Linked DNA regions of Mus musculus: region 1 is linked to region 2. The links are chromatin contacts, called in public HiChIP or PLAC-seq maps. All regions are on one chromosome and are shown on one strand. Each heading gives the region's core, a stretch centred on a gene start, on an enhancer-like site or on the middle of the called end of the contact. The rest is flanking DNA. Distances are from core to core; before and after follow the strand shown.

Region 1 (5,597 bases), core at 203-2,702, 2.0 Mb before region 2:
AACTCACAGAAAACACTTCTATTTTAAATCCCTAGGTTCATTGCTCTTCATCCCTGGGAGAATTCCGGATGCCCCCAGTAAGCAGTTTGTTCCTCCCCTGGGCACCTCACGGTGTGGTCTTGTGTGCGTATTCTCTGCTGATACCTTCAGTCTCCCACTCACATACCCCAATGCTGTCCTAGCTGAAGACTGTCCGTCTACATTCTCGCTGGTTTTCTCCCTTTGTGCCTGTACCCCTCCCCTCTAGCCACATGGGCCCGCCATGCTCCACCCTTCCCTTCTTGGCTACCATCTTGGATACTGAGCCCCTTCCCTCTGGTGCAGAGATGTCTGGTCTGCTCAGCTGGAAATGTATGATCTCTGGACTTTCACTTCCCTAGGGAAGGCCTGAGCTACTGTTGCCCAACGTCTTCCTCCTTGCGGCCCCCTCCCCTGCTCTCCTCCCTGAGTCTTCCTCCAAGCACCCTTTGGAAAGCCACTCCCATGCTGAGACCCTCAGGCATTTGGTCACCCCCTGGCTGATGATGCCCTACTGATCAGCTTCCCTCATCCACTATGCAATGAAAAAGCGTCCTTAGTCGTCACCTACACTGGAACTACTCCCACTGCGGAGCTCCCTGCAGGGTTCACGTCAGGCTCTAGACCAGCCTGTGCTCTGCGTGTGCATCTAAGGAACTTCTGTCTGGGGCCTGGGGCCTGAGTACACAGGCTGTCCATCTCCTGGACAAGCACCACACTATTTATACTACCTTGCTGGGCTTCTTGACCTCCCAAAACCCTTGGCTGCGAGGGCAAAATGGACTCGGGTTCAAAAGCAACCTCCTCCAGGCCGTAATCACCTGGAAGCTCATGCAATAGATGGACGATGGATTACAACCCCCAGCACTTCCTACCCGGACCACAATATCCAGTACACCCCGCGCACACTGCAGGCGAAATCGATGCGAGGCGTGCCGAGAACCTTAAACCTGCCTCAAGCCGACCAGACCCGGGAAAAGAGGAAAGACCACTACTCCCGGAAACGCCCCGCGCCGGCGGCGAGTTGCTCCCGCGCGGGGCCTGTCGGGAATTGTAGTTCTGGTACCCCCGTCCGCCATCGGTCCGCACCTCTGCGAGTGGTGAGCCAGGCGAAGGTGCCACAGCGCGCGGCCCAGGCGCTGTTGCTGCAGGAGGAGCTGGCCCGGGGGCTCCCCGGCGCCTCCGTTGGTCGGCGAGCGTAGACCCATGTTCTCGAAGTAGTGCGCCAAGAAGGCGATGGGCTCCTCGGGCCGGATCTCCAGCACCTTTAGGAGGGCTGCGCGCAGCATCTCCGTCACGCCGAGCTGCCGTAGGAAGTCCTCCTCGCTCTCAGCGGCCGCCGCCGCCTGAGACACCGACGTCCGGCCACTGTCCGGGAAATTGGCCGCTGGTGCTACTGCCGGCCGCCGTTTCTCCACTGCCGCCATCTTTGTTGGGGGCAGCGGGACCGGAAGCGCCGCCATAATTCACGGCGCGATGAGGCGCCTTCCCTCGACGACCATTTTTGTTAAGGGCAGAGGCAGCGGCCCCCCTCTCTGAGAATCTCGATAGTAACAAGCGCAAGCGACCTTTTCCCCCTGTGCCCCTGGCTTTCTCTGTGTGCGTTTTCCTGCTACTCCATGACTGCATCTTCTAGCTTCGGTCTGGAATTGTGAGCTTGCCAGACTTCAAAATGGTCCCCCAGGAAGGGCTTGGTTTCTGGCTTGAAGCGCGATACCTTGCCATCTTGGTAGTGGGCAAGTCTTCCTAAGCATGGTCTCCTAGCAACCAGGCACCCTGGGTACCAGATAAACCCCGCAAAGCTCACCAGGAATCTAGGGCTGAAAGCGGAGTTCAAACCGTTTTCTGCGTTTGCTCCCAGACTCGGCCTGGGCTCTCCCGGGTTTTTGGCCTCACTTAGTCTCCTTCCGAGCGTTAAGGTGCCTGAGCGGAGTTGTCACCAGATTCCTTCCTTTCCCAGACTGTTACCATTTCTGACCACCAGAGGGGGGTGCTCTCTTTGCAATTCTGAACTGCTGTGGCTTTCTAGTATCCTCGCATGTCCCTTTTCTGTGTTATCTTTGGCTCTTTATCTACTGACATACTTTTTATTCCCTTGTCTGGCATCCATACCGCTCTTCGTGTTTTCCCAGGTTACCCCCCAAGTACTTTTTCTAAGCCACTGGATATCTCCTTAGTTACTCTTGTTAAATGCAGGCATTTCCCAGCCTAGTATCCTGTTGCTCGACCTACCAAAGAAAACTGGGATGTGTGACTGTCTCCAGGGACTCTGGCTGTAGGGATAGGTGATGTACAAAGCCTTCCTATTCACAGTACGAAAGAATATGCCAGTGGCTAGATACGGGGCTTTTATTTAGCTCTGGGCCAGCAGGCAGAAAAGCCCAGAAGTCAGGAGAAACTTATAGATGTGCTGACCACCAAGGAAAGAGGCCACACTATCATCTTGATGCCCCAAATCCTGCAGCTGGTCACTCTCTGCCTCCTTTAGTCTGGCATAATGGAGCTTCATAGGTGTGTACATGAGCTAGTGTCTGGGCGAGGACCTGGCCGGTAGCATTTCCACAGGCGGTAGGCAAGGAAGACCAGTGCAAGCAGCCCCAGCACCAAGCTGCCAATCCATAGGACGACGGTGGAGGCTGAAAGAGTAGGAAGAGAAAGGCTGCCATCAGTCCCAGTGCCTGTGGGCTCCACAGAGGGAACATACATAGGCCCTTACAGTTTAAAAGTGGACTTAACTAGCCAGCCTCTACTTGGGTAGAAAACAGCCACCCAACCAGACATACTCAAAGACAGCATGGAAGAATGAATCTACTTAAAGGGAAGCTTTTGTTTCTAAATTACGGTCTCACTCTGTAGCTTAGGCTGACATTGACCCTTCTTCTTCTACAGCTCAAGTACTTAGATCATAGCTTGTGTGCCATCGTGCCCAGCTTAGTTCTGTTTTGTTTTGTTTTGTTTTGTTTTGTTTTGTTTTTTGTCTGTTTTGTTTTGATTTTTTGAGACAAGAGTCTTCTATGTAATCCTGGCTGTCTGTCCTGGAACTTGCTCTGTAGACCAGGATGTCCTTGAACTTAGAGATACACCTGCCTCTGAGATTAAAGGTATGTGTCACCACCACCACCTGGCTTAAGGTTTATTTTTTTAATGTTTATTTTGTGTGTGTGTGTGTGTGTGTGTATCTGTGTGTATGCCACAAATGCAGGTACACTTGGAAGTCAGAGGAGGATGTCAAGTCTCCAGGGTCCTGGAGTTACAAGTGGCTATGCGTTTCTTGTCTCTGCCTCCTGAGTGCTAGGATTAAAGACATGCGCAAACACACCTGGCGTCTTATTTGCATGTGCAGGAGTTATTTTAGTGTTGATGTACATATGTGTACCATGCACACATGGTGCTCTGGGAGGCCAAAAGTGTGGGTTACATTCCCTGAATCTGGAGTTACAGATGTTTGTGAGCTATCACATGGGAAGTGAACCCAGGTTCTCTGTAAGACCAGTAAGTACTCTTTAATTTCTGAGACATCTGTTGCTTCAGACTCAATTAACGTATTTAAAAAATCAACCATTAAGACATGTGTCATGGGCTGGTGAGATGGCTCAGCAGGTAAGAGCACTGACAGCTCTTCTGAAGGTCCTGAGTTCAAATCCCAGCAGCCACATGGTGGCTCACAACCACCCGTAATGAGATCTGATGCCCTCTTCTGGTGCGTCTGAAGACAGCTACAGTGTACTTATGTATAACAATAAATTTAAAAAAATGTGTCACAGTGGTGTGCACCTGTTATCTCAGCACTGAAGAGGTTGAGGCAAGATCACGGTCACTTTTAGCTATGATGCAAGTTTGAAGCCAGCCCCGGGTATGTGAAACTAAAGTTAAATAGCTATGAAGTCAGCCCCGGGCATCTGAAACCAATGTTAAATTTTTTTTTCACTTTTTGTTTCACTGGATCTTCCTGTCTCTGAAAGACTGCAAGGTGCCCCGAGTTCTAAGAGGTCTCCAGACAGGAAAGCATACTGAACATGGGGAAACTGAGGCTAGGCATGGTACAGACTCCTGCTAGTGTTTTAGTCCCATTTGTCCCTCCCTCCCAGGGCCCCAGACTCACAGGAATTCGGGGTCACCTGGCCAGGAACATACAGATTGGTCACCTGCCCGCCAGGGTCCTGGCGGCACTGGAACCAGCCCTCTACCATGGGACCTGGGGGCAGCACGCTTAGCCATGCCTGGGCCCCAGCCTCCCTCTTGTGGTAGGTTGCCAGGTCGCCAGGAGCCAAGGTCCAGCGCACAGTAACTCCGGGCCCACAGGATGCTTCACAGAGTAGCTCCCAGCCTGCCTCCAGGTCCTGGTGGATTTTCGGGCGGCAAGGTCCCTCAGAGCTCAGAGTCCTAGGGCTAAGCTTGGGGTATGGAGGGGCAGAAGGTAGGGTGGTGATGTTGAGCCCAGTGGAGACTGCCTCAGCAGTACTTGATGAGGTCAGGATGTAGGGCTCAGCAGAGGTCGTGTTGGGGGGCTTAGGTGAGGTCTGGCTCTGTAGTACTGCAAACAGAATGAATGTTCTTCCTGTAGCCTCAGTTTTCCTCATCTGCAACCCAGTATTGGTTCAGAATTCTTCCATCACCCTTCCCACATCACTTAAGAGGCACAAGGCATCATACTAGTTAGGATCAGCAGCTGATGACACAGACACAGAACAGGAAGTAGGTACTAGCTCTTATGCAAGTCTACCAGATCACTGTTTATTTTATTTATTTACTTTGGTTTTTCAAGACAGGGTTTCTTTGTATAGCCCTGACTGTCCTGGAATTCGCTCGGTAGACCAGGCTGGCCTCAAACTCAAGAAATCCACCTGGCTCTGTTTTCTGAGTGCTGGGATTAAAGGTGTGCACCGCCAACCACCCACCTAGGCAAAGCCAAGAATTTGTGAACAGAAAACGACGGAAATATCATGTTGGAGCTAGCATAGAGTAGGTCCTTATCTTTTGAGTTAATCTTTTCTGGCTGCCTTGTGACACAGGCATTGAACAGTTTTGTTGGGGATCTACAGGTGGGGACAACCAATCATGGGCCAAGCCCCAGAGCTGCTGGGCCTAGAGGCAGGCAGGACCCAGTGGTCTTACCTGGAATCTCCTTTCTATGGGTCAGCACCAGTTTGGGCAGCTGCATGGTGACCTGGCAGTGAAGGGCAGGAGGGGCAGGGGTCCCCAGGGAGGGTAACCGCCAGCGTTGTGTCATTCGGAACAGTGGTGTGCCCTCAGCCTCTTGTATCTCCTCTTCTTGCTCTGGTTCCAGGGCTTGGGCACCCTCCAGTCTCTGCTCTCCCAGTAGCAGGGCAAAGGAGAGACTGTTCGGGTCTGCAGGCCAGATGTTGTGGGCCGTGCAGGACACCACCTGGTCCTGTCCAGGTACAAGGAACTCCGGGGACACCACCAGCTGGTCTGGGAAGGCTGTGGATCGATAGCAGGCCCAGGGCTGAGCTTAGAGGTCAGGCCTGGGCCAGGCAGAGGGGAGTTTGGCGTGAGAGTGCAGCTATGGCCTCAGGTGGTTGGGACAGGAAGGGTGAGTATGTCAGCCTTGAAGGTCT
Region 2 (5,599 bases), core at 2,259-4,758:
GAGTGAAAAGCCTGAGCAGTAGCACACACTTAACTCAGCTGTGGTGGCCATGACACACACACCAGAAGAGCCACAGTGACCAACAGGTCAGCATATCTTGTAACGCCGGCTGCTCACACAGATGCGGCACGGCTCTAAATTATGCTTCCAATGCAAACCTGCACATGTCCACCAGGAGATTTTCAAATCTGCTCACAGTACTTCTAAGAGTCAAACTGCAAGTAACTTCAGTGTCTGCCAGGAGCAGAACAGAGGGATGCTGGCTTGTTCATAAAGAGAAATCCACTGAGCAAGGAGAGGAGGCTGCCGTCACAAGCTTCAAGAGAAAGGAAACTGACACAAGGCTGGTAAGAGCTCCCAGGGCAAAGCAAAGAACACACACACACACACACACACACACACACACACACACACACATATATATATATATATATATATATACACTGTACAACTTCTATTAAGACAGACAAACGAAAACCACACAGTGTCCAGAGACAGAACGGCAATAGAAAGAGAAAGAATGACAACTCGGTATGTCGCTAACTCTTGGTGGTGCTGGGAAGATGAAGACTCTAGGTCACTGTCCTGCTCTGCTCTGCAAGCAGGGTATCATGGACACCGAGTTATTCAGCTGGCCATCACTGTAACAAAGTGCCTGAGGAAAGTCACCTGAGATGAGAGAATGCCTGCTTATGAAAAGGCAGTGCATCATAGCAGGGAGCAGCAGCATGGCCAGGCAACAAGCAGGGGAGGCACTGAGAGCAGATCCTTAAGGGGAATGCAGGGACCCAGCCTTTCTACTTCTCCCGTGTCTGGCCTTAGGTGAACAGCTCTGCTCTGGTTCACGCCCCTACTCTGACGTGCTGCCTTGGTGGGCAGAGACACCTCCTGCCTCGTCTGACAGGCCAAGCTCGAAATTCCCAGGCTCCACACAGAAGGGAGATGTGACCCTTGTCAGTTGTCCTAACTTCTGCACATGCACAGTGGCACTCGCCTGCCCACCCACAAATACACAAAAACAGCTGTCATTGTAAAACAATCTCAAGTCTACCCCAATGTGGGAACTGTGACACTGTCTGGAAACAGTCTCAGCAGATGTACCAGAATTAAATACAGAACATTCTGACTAGGCTGGGCCCTAAGCCAGTGACTGTTGACATTTCAAGTGGAAAAATCTGAATACCGACACACCCAGGCTCAGATGGCCACAGGAAGGTACAGGAGAGGAAGGACTTACACTAGCACAGCTAAGTAACCCGCAGTAGCCAGCACTCTAGAGCTGAGAGGGAGGAAGGACCTTCCCCAAAAGCCCACCCTGCCTAGGGTGACAGCCCAGGCCACAAGTGGGCTTCTAATTCTATCTCCAAACCATGAGATGCTGTCTGTTATGGTATCTGAGTGGTGACAATGTTACAACAGCCCTGGACCACTGTTCCCTTGTCTGTCACAGTAAGAAGAAAAGCTGTGGAAACATATGACAAGGACACAAGAACACACACTGTTCTTACAGAGGAACCAGGTTCGAGTATTGGCACCCGTATGAAAAAGAGGCAGGCTTTATTTACCATGGGTGCCTGTAGCCCCAGAGTTGGAGGCAAGGGAGGAAACAGGAAGATGTCTGGGGCTAACTGGCTGGCCATTCTAGCTGAATTGATGAGCTCCAGGTTCAATGACAGGCCTGGTCTCAAGAGAAGAGGGTGGAGAGTGAGCGACAGAGTGGGACATTCAATATCCGCCTCTGCGTGCACAGGACACTGCACTTGGGAGCAGTCTAAGGTCTTCGCTTGGCTCTTTTTGTGATATGACCACAGTCTAATCGTTTTATATCTGTTATTCAACTGCTATAAAAGAAAAACAAGGAGCCTGAAAAACAATAGGGATGAAGAGATGACTCATAGATTTTGTTGCTCTTGCAGAAGATCCAGGTTCTAGTTCAGCACCCACACAAAGACTCACAACCAGCTGTAACTCCAGTCCCTGGGGATCTGATGTCATCTTCTGACATCCACTGGCACAGGCACACATATGACACACTTACCTATGTGTAATCAAAATACTCATAAAAATACACATAAAAAACACATTAAAAAAAAGTTAGACAATGAACCACACTCAAGGTCATATCGCCTCTAAATCTACAGTACAATCAGGTATGCAAGAACACCTTCGCTCTAGCCCAACCTCGGATGTTCTAATTCAACCTGGATGTTCCTGTTGAATCTACCTAATACTAGAGTACATGGTCTTAAACAGAGGACAAACCTTTTATACCATAAAGGAAGAAAAACACTCAGTGGGACTTTTATTGAATTCACAAGGACACGGAAAAAACCTCCCTCCCTCCCTCGCTCCTCGTGCTTTGTACTGCTGGATGCATTTCCATCACTGCTGCCACAGGCTTAAACAATATCCATTGATGACCTCATGGTTTCCATGTGGGCTTGGGCCCAGCCGAGACAGCTGGTTGTTTCAGGGCTGCAACCCAAGTCCATTCAAGTCGCTGGCACAACTCAGTTCCGTATGGCTGTAACACTGGTCCCAGACTAGCTGTCAGCCTGGGGCCACCCTTAGCTCCCTGCCCTTTTTTTTCCTCTTCCAAGAAGCCACAGCAGGTGGAGTCCTTCTCCTCTGTGAACCCCCTGAGCCCCTCGCCAGCCTTCCTATTTTAGAGTTCCCTCTTTAACCAAATTCCTTCTCTCTCTCACACGGAGATGATTCACAACCTTAACTTCAAATTAAGTGACAATACGTTTTGTCTGACGTACGAGTAGAGGCTTTTTGTGGCGGATAAGTTTTTCTCTAATGTGAATACCCTTGGGTAGAAGTGGTCAAAACTTAAACCCCTGTCCCGGAGCTTAAATGCTGTTCCCTCTTTTTTAGATAAAGGGGATGTGTCTCAATCTAGACACAGAGCTGAAAAAGTAAAACAGAGAGAAAAACAGATCCGGATCCAAGGAAACTGTCCGGAGCCCGTGTCCGAGAAACTTTGGTTTTCCCCAGCAACTCGCACCTGCGGCGTGGCCGGGGGTTTGAGGCGTTATCTTGTTTATTTTTAACTTTCTCCCCCAACTCCCCTCGACGGCTCGACCACCTTACGGGGATTACCCGGTACTCGCCCCGCAGCATCAACTGTCGGGAGGGCAGATGCGCAGCACACAGGGGCTTAGGGACCAGACCCGGGTGGCAGGGCCACGGCGGCGCTGCCCCGGCCGGCTTCTGAGCCCAGGGCCAGCCCCGCTGCCGCTGGCTGGGGTGCGCAGGTGACGGCGACAGCCTGGCCTTTTATCCGCACGCGGAATCTCGCAGCCCGGCCCAGTACCCCCGCACCGCACCGCACCGAGCCGAGCCATGCCGGGCCACGCCGCGGGCGACTATGGGGAAGAGGACAGGAAGGCGGCGCCGCCTGACTCACGCTTATACTCGGCCATCAGCCTCTTCAACGCCGTCCCCGCCATACCGCGGAACCTGCGTTCAGCAGCCTCGCCACATCCGCGCCGGTCCCGCCCGCCCGCTCCGACGCCCACGACTGCTTCCGGGTCGCGGGCTCCGGGCGCAAATGCATCCGGGGCGCGCGCGGGTGACGTGGCGCACCCGGGTGCTTCAGACAGGCTCGCTGGGGTTCGCCTCGCGCTCCCCGGGTAATGGCCCGGGTCGACGGAGCTCGGCTTCCAGAATCTTCTCGGCCGGCCACACCCTCAGCATTGAAGGTTTCCTACGCCGCCGTGAGGCTTTGCGCAGCTCGCCCTGCGGCCCTTTAGTCTTGAAAAATAGTGCGAGAGCTAATGGCTCATCATGGATTGTTCCTGAATGAGACTCATGTCCTTGCGCTTGGGCTCGCCCCTCAGAAGTGGCTGTCCAGATCGTGAAACTTTCCCCTTGTAGGCATGAATGTCCTAGAACTCATTATTTAGCCCAGGCCGGCCTCGAATTCACAGAGATGCCACCTGCCTACCTCTGTCTCCCAAGTGCCACTACACCTGGTTTTTGAGGCCCAGGTGATTTGAGATGACACTTCTAGCAAGAGAAAGAGTACCTTGGTTTCACAAAGGAAGGATAAAGTTCCCGGGCCATATCCCATCCTCTCTGGCCAAAAAAACTCAGACTCTGCCAAGTAAGCTGTACTTCCTCATCATACGGAACTGCCAGATAGATGCTTGGTATTTTCTTAGGTGCACCACTGCCTTCGCTAAGTGGACATGAGGGATACAGCTCGGGACGTGGCTCTCCGAAAAAAGGGGCTTTCAGGACTAGGTGTAGGGACAAAGAGAAAGTTCCTGCTGGGACCCTGAGTATAAGAAGCTGAACTCAAAAGATTTGAGGCATTAGATTCATCACATTTGTCGTTTTAAAAAAGAATATTAAGGGGGCTGAAGAGATGGCTCAGCGGTTAAGAGCACTGACTGCTCTTCTGGAGGTCCTGAGTTCAAATCCCAACAACCACATGGTGGCTCACAACCATTTGTCACGAGATCTAATTCCCTCTTCTGGTGTCTGAAGACAGCTACAGTGTACTTACATACAATAAATAAATCTTTTAAAAAAATATATTAGAGCCAGGCAGTGGTGGTGCACACCTTTAATCCCAGCACTTGGGAGGCAGAGGCAGGCCGATTTCTGAGTTCGAGACCAGCCTGGTCAACTGAGTGAGTTCCAGGACAGCCAGGGCTACACAGAGAAACCCTATCTTGAGAAAGAAAAAAAATATTAGGATGCTACTCCAATTACATGTAAGGTTAAAAAAAAAAAAAATCCCACACGCATAACCCTCCCAAGCATGCCCCACCCACAAGTCAAAAGGAGGCCTCGAGGACACACTGCTCCTCCTGCTGTTGCCTGTAGAAGCATAAGTTAGTCTAACACATCCAAATGATGTGGCAGCCCCGATTCCCTGCGACAGTTTGAATGTGAGTCGTGCCCACATGTTTGCTGGTCAGGGTGGAACCTCCACTAGCTGGATAGGGGTGAATTTTGAGATTAGGATTAGCTTAGTTTCTAGTTCTCTCTGCTTCCCAGTCAGCTACCCGGTGAGTAAGCAGCTGTCACACACTGCTGCCGCCTTGGAGCCACCTGCCGCCATGATAGACGGTATCCCCTCCAACCCCAAGGCAAAATTAACTTCTGTGTGTCGGGTATTGATCCCATCAGCAAGAAAACAAACTTGTAAAGTAGTACCATGAACTGAGGCCATCCCTGGGATGAGCCTGACCATGAGCTTCAGAGCTAGTTTGGTTTTGTTTTAAAGATTTTTATGAGTACACTATGGCCGAAAAAAAAAAAAAAGATCTATTTATTTATTTAATGTGAGTACATTGTAGCTGTACAGAAGGTTGTGAGCCTTCACGTGGTTGTTGGGAATTGAATTTTTAGGACCTCTGCTTGCTCCAGTCAACCCCACTGGTCAACTCTGCACTGCTGGCCAAAAGACTTATTATAAGTACACTGTAGCTGTTTTCTGACACACCAGGAGAGGGTGTCAGATCCCATTACAGATGGTTGTGTGCCACCCTGTGGTTGCTGGGATTTGAACTCAGGACCTCTGGAAGAGCAGTCAGTGCTCTTAACCGCTGAGCCATCTCTCCAGTCCCAGCCCCAGAGCTAG

What was found. HiChIP or PLAC-seq counts read pairs in DNA pulled down with a chosen protein or histone mark.
Region 1: a contact with region 2 is called in an H3K4me3 HiChIP or PLAC-seq map of embryonic forebrain, with 10 times the contacts expected there. The contact joins the promoter of Tpgs1 here to the promoter of Ube2g2 in region 2. A contact is called at or near these places in 3 of 39 promoter capture datasets (the C10 cell line, erythroid cells and liver), 1 of 484 Hi-C or Micro-C datasets (CD4 T cells) and 1 of 115 datasets of contacts at active chromatin or transcription factors (embryonic forebrain).

What each region holds. Positions count from the first base shown.
Region 1 is chr10:79,665,294-79,670,890 of GRCm38.p6, reverse strand. Tpgs1 (tubulin polyglutamylase complex subunit 1) reads right to left here and starts at 1,452. Exons shown (of 2, transcript NM_148934.3): 1 at 1,108-1,452. The coding sequence starts at 1,445. It overlaps Madcam1 (mucosal vascular addressin cell adhesion molecule 1), which reads right to left. Exons shown (of 5, transcript NM_013591.3): 3 at 5,134-5,460; 4 at 4,121-4,552; 5 at 2,349-2,654. The coding sequence ends at 2,524.
Region 2 is chr10:77,620,230-77,625,828 of GRCm38.p6, reverse strand. It overlaps Ube2g2 (ubiquitin-conjugating enzyme E2G 2), which reads right to left and starts at 3,508. Exons shown (of 6, transcript NM_019803.3): 1 at 3,413-3,508. The coding sequence starts at 3,455.